Linked DNA regions of Gossypium hirsutum: region 2 is linked to region 1. Evidence: chromatin contacts called from public Hi-C data. All regions are on one chromosome and are shown on one strand. The core of a region is the stretch at or near the end of the contact, and the rest is flanking DNA. Distances in the headings are between cores, read along the strand shown. Region 1 holds the start of LOC107918130. Region 2 holds the start of LOC121204893 (importin subunit alpha-4).

What was found. Hi-C and Micro-C count contacts between places; a contact is called where the count stands out from the background.
Region 2: a contact with region 1 is called in a Hi-C map of leaf, with 2.2 times the contacts expected there. The contact joins the promoter of LOC121204893 here to the promoter of LOC107918130 in region 1. A contact is called at or near these places in 2 of 34 Hi-C or Micro-C datasets (leaf and seedling).

What each region holds. Positions count from the first base shown.
Region 1 is chrA01:8,327,333-8,330,069 of Gossypium_hirsutum_v2.1, forward strand. LOC107918130 reads right to left here and starts at 1,347. Exons shown (of 3, transcript XM_016847660.2): 1 at 814-1,347; 2 at 75-280. The coding sequence starts at 903.
Region 2 is chrA01:8,553,923-8,556,659 of Gossypium_hirsutum_v2.1, forward strand. LOC121204893 (importin subunit alpha-4) reads right to left here and starts at 1,375. Exons shown (of 9, transcript XM_041075677.1): 1 at 1-1,375. It also overlaps the pseudogene LOC107918129.

The sequences.
Region 1 (2,737 bases), core at 97-2,596:
AAATTCAAATAACCAATGAAACAACAAAAATCTACAATAATGACGGCTATAAATTTGATGAAATTGTGACATACCAGCAGACTATGAAAAGGATGACTGCCCAGGCCCTTGAACCACTGGGGTTTAAACCCTTTCCACAGCAGAAGCATTTGCTTGCAGCCATTATAAGGGCTTGGCTAACCATAAGGAACAAAAATGCACCAACACCATAGCCTGTTGATATGTCTGAGTCATAGACACAATAGTTATAATTAACTTCACTGTCTTGGACAATCTTGGCCTGCACAGAGATTCAAATACACAATGGTCAGTTGCATGCCTGTCTGGTTAGATCCACGACTTCCCAATTCCCATAATCTCTGTATGTTTGAACTAGTCTAGAGAGAGAGCAATAGAAAAGAAAATACAGAGAGATCTACCATTTTTATGGCAATTCAGCTGAGATCTGGTAAAGTTCATAGACAATTGAGAATGGTATACTACTTGATTTGCAGAAAGTGAATACTATGAAAACAAATATATATATGATATACATAAATCAAGATTGAATACTATGTTTCTAGGCTACCCTTATTGCCCAAGAACCAAGAACAACCTGTACTTCAAAAGTAGCAAATTTACATATACAACAAAAAACCCAGAAATCTAAAACAACATTTACAGCTGTTTTTCAAACAAAACAAAAAAAGGCTTTCATTCATTTTCCTCATTTTTCAGCAAGAAAGTAGAAACTTTCAATAAAACCCAGAAATTGTATGAACTAATGTGGACCAAAAAATTACGCATGAAGAAGGCAAGGGTGGTGCCACTTACAGTGCTTCTTCTTTGCTCAGCTGCCACAGCTAAACCAAAAGCAATGAGATCAAGAACAAAGACAGCAATCAAAAGAAGCTTTGAAGCCATAGACAATGTGGAGCTAGCTAGCTACAATAACCCAATAATATCTTCTGCTTTTTTTTTTCTTCTTCTTTTTGTTTTGCTCTTTCTCTCTCAAACTCTCCCTCTCTAAATATGCAAAAAAATCACTTTCAGTGATGAAGAAGCAAACTAAATGATTAAAATGATTTTTTTATTATAAAAAACTCCCCTTTTTGTTCGTAAATTTTATTTTCTGAAGAAAATGACACCTCACCTTAGCTTGAAAATGGGGATCTGACCTTTTTTATTTTTAAATCATAGAATATGTTGGAAGCATTTGGTATAATTACAAATTCTTAGAAGGGGTGGGATTGGAAACCGGTTCATTTAACGGTTCATATACGTAATATGACTGGTAGTACAACTTATAAGACAACAATGTACAAGTGGCTTGAAGCAAGGTTTCTTGTCTTTTGGAAGAAGTTAGTTAAAAGGGCATCTTGAGAAGTTAAAGGTATAAGAGTTTAAAGCACAAGGTACAAGGTTAATTAAGGGGGTTGGTTGGGAAGTGGATTTAGTTGGAAGGTTACTTTCATGAAAGGGAATAAACACCCGCCATAATTAACTGCCTTTTTGGAGTCCCCAAAAGAAAACGTTGGGGAAAGAGTACAACTTTTTGTAGCACAAAGTATCAACATTTACAGCTTGAAATTAGGAAGAATTTGAGTAAATCTTAAATCTAAAAAGTAAGTACAGTAAAAAAAGAATAAGCTGGTTTATAATATAGATTAGATTTTGGCTCAAACATTCAACATTCGATTCCGACCAATTTTTTATATTTATAATATAATATATTATATTATTTTTATATGAAGAAGGATTTATTTACATCAATGTAAAATTAAAATGGTATTATAAATTTTTATAACTTTTTATATAATTAATATTTTACCAATCCAATTATTGAATTTATAAAGATACTCATATTTATTATGCATGTAAAATTTTGATCGATATGATATTTCTATCATATAGGTCTAAAATATTATCTATATTAATATATATCCAAGCCCTGTCCTACTCGAAATATAGACCTAAAATTTTGTCCAAGTTTATCCATATTTGTAAGTGGCTAATCCAAACTCATTTTAATTTTTTCATTTTAATATTATATATTACTATAGATTTAATTTTTTATGTATTATAAATTATACAATATATATAAAAAAGGGAAAGGATCCAATTATACCTGTGTAAAACTAAAATGGTTTACATAATTCTGTAACTTTTTATACGATTAATATTTTAAAAATTCAACCGTCATATTTCATGTTTTATTTATGCAGATCTTGCATGTCAAGTTTGACATAAAATAAAAATAGTTAACTATTTGTTTTATCAAGTATAAAATATGTTAATATCATGCTTAAACTCGACTTGAATCTGACTCAACTCATGAATGCCTCTAGATTGAATGATAAAGAGTTAGATATTTTCTTTTAAGTAAGATATTAAATTTGAATATAATGAATTAAAAAAAATTAAGATAGTTTTTTCTTTGTTTAACTTGACTTCTAATTTTATTACACTACCAAAATATTTGAGAAAAAAGAAATATTAAAAGGGTGAACTTTGAATTTTTCATCAAAAGGATTTGATACCCACTTTAGTAGTAATGATTGGAATGAAGAATTTCATTAATCTTTCATTTTTAGAAACATTGTTTTCTTTTTAAAAAATTATTATCATTCAATTTTATTTAATTTGATCATCCTGCTAGATAATTAAATAATTAATCTTGTTATAGTATTATTGAATTTTATTAGGTTAAAATTTGTTGTGAGTCCTTATACTTGCAAAGAAATTGAGATTTGGTCTC
Region 2 (2,737 bases), core at 125-2,624, 230 kb after region 1:
CTCTCTTTATCTTCCTTATACTCTCCATACTCCTGAGATTTTTCTGCATCTGCCTCTGCCTCTTCTGCCATTTGTCCTTATCAAACTTAAACAGCCACTTCATTATGAACTGTAAAGAAAGGAAAAACATGAGCATATATTATGCGCATTATAAAGGACAATGCCACTAAGAGCAGATATCCCAATTGCATCTGTTGTCTCATTTTGTTACTTCTTTAAGAGCAAAGATATATTGTATTTAAACCTCGAGAACCCTACTTTTTACTGCATATCTATGGATTAAGACAAAACTTTCACTTTTAGCTGTTGCTGCATGCAATTTCTAAGGGTTTTTTTTTTTGCATAATTTATTTGTTCAACTTTGAACAGGTCAATAGTGCAATTTCAAGACCAAAAATAGTTGATTATTTCATGAACTTAAAAAGAGAGTTCCACAACAAAACATAAAAAGTCCATACAATGTTCGCAAAGTCCTGCAATCCATACAATTTCAAAGAACATGCCTTATTATATATGCACTTGCAATGCGAAGAAAGCTACAATATTTTATGCTAAACTAACATAAATCTAAGTAAAATGTTACACAAGGATGAGCAAATAATTTAAAATAATCCAGACATAAACAAAAACTAATCCATTCAAAACATAAACAAAAACTCTTCTGTATCATCTCTAAATCTATATTCAAGTCTAAGTTACCGAAATGACATGTTCAGAAATTTCTTTGAAAGCCAAAAAAAAAAAAAATCAATCATAAAAACTAGAAAGAGCAAATAATTTAATCTCGTTCTTTCTTGTTCTCACCCTTCTTTTAGCTATCAACTGAGCCAATTAATCAAACATAGCTCAAGCAAACTTTTTAGCTGTTAAACTAATCCAAACAAAACCCAGGAAAACAAGCAATTCATTGCTAATATTCAAAATCTCACACATAAGAAAATTTAATAATGCAGATTACTACCAAGTTTATCGTAATTGCCTCTATTATACTTCACAATTCATTTTAGAAGTTACCCTAAACAAAACAGAAAAAGGAAAAAAAGAAAAAGAAACAGAGTACACATTGATAAGCTTCTGCTGCCAAACAGTGAAATCTCAAAAAAAGATTTAAAAAGATTCATAACTAGAGTACATTCGAGCAGAGAGAGAACTTACTGTATGATTTGATTAAGAAATGAAATCTTGGAAAAGAAGAAACGTTTTGGAGGACACGTGAGGACTACGAAAGGAGGGAAGTGAAAACAGAATGAACCGATTTTTGTTATTGGACTCGGGCCACCCAACCCGAATGAAAAAGCCCGTATCCACATCGATACCAGGTTATTATAAAATAATTAATTTTTTTTATATTTTACTTAAAAAATAAAAGTTTTATTTATTTTTGGTTTATTTAAGGAAAAGAAAAACATATTTATATTTACATCAATTGTCCCCGCTGATATCGTTGCACGTTTCTCAGCAGCAAAGTCTTGGTCGCTACCGGGGAAGGGATTATACAGTTTTCTCAGGTTGCTTTCGCCGTTGCTCTGTTCTTTGTCTGTCAATGGTGAAAACTAAAGAATTTAAGTTTAACGAAGCTAGGGCAAAGGGGACTGATAGAAGTAGTAAGCCTACCGTCATGAAAAAATTTCCGCTCAAACATCATACTGCTAATTCTACCAATACTACTGCCTATATTCAGGTATTTCTTCATATTTTTAATATTTTTAACTTTCTTATAAATCTCTGTTTATAGATATATCTGTGTGTACTTGTTTACTGGTTGGTAATCATGTTTCATTCTGGAAACTTATCTTTAATCACTTTGATAATCAGTTATGGCTATAATATACTAATTAATTATTTTATCTTATTATAAACATGTAATGTAATTATTATTTATTTGAATATATGCTATAAGATTGTAAGATGATACACTGTTATTGTGAATTTTAATAGATTTAAATAGAGTGAATTTGTTTAAAGTTCAACTTTTAAGTTAAAATTAGTTTTCTGGTTTTCACAATTCGAGCTTATATTCTAAAATTAGTTATGCTGGGAAGATGTTTTATCCTTTTTCTTTTTACTTGTTAATATTTTCCTTTCGAGACATAAATTGTTCCACACATTGTGGTTTCACGACTTGTTTCAATATTTCTCTTTGTTGGTTAATTTGTACAGATTTTGGGTGTTGGAATGGATACTCATGATACAATGCCTTCAATTTTACTTTTCTTTGACAGACAAAGGTTTATCTTTAATGCCGGAGAGGTAATTCTTGTCTTATGATGACATTAAAAAATTACTTTTGTTTGTGTGATTATTAGATAATCTCAGTTTTATCCATATAATTTTATTTGTGTTGTAAATGGTGCTTGATATTCAAGCCTCAAGGAACTGAAACGTTTATATTTGATCCCTTAATCTACTTGTTGGTATTACAGGGCTTACAACGATTTTGTGCTGAACATAAGATTAAACTATCAAAGGTATTATCCAGATTAGAGTTTTGCTATCAATAAATACTTCTAAGCTTTGTTAATGTACACATATTTCTTTAGATTGCTACCAATGATATCAATTCTTTTCAGATAGATCACATATGTCTTTCCCGTGTCTGCTCAGAGACTGTTGGTGGACTTCCAGGTTTGTGTCTCAACTTTTGAGAGATAATTTGTGATTATCTGGCTGGATTGAAAGGTGTTAATTATTTTTTTTTCTTTGTAGGTTTGCTTTTGACTTTGGCTGGCATGGGAGA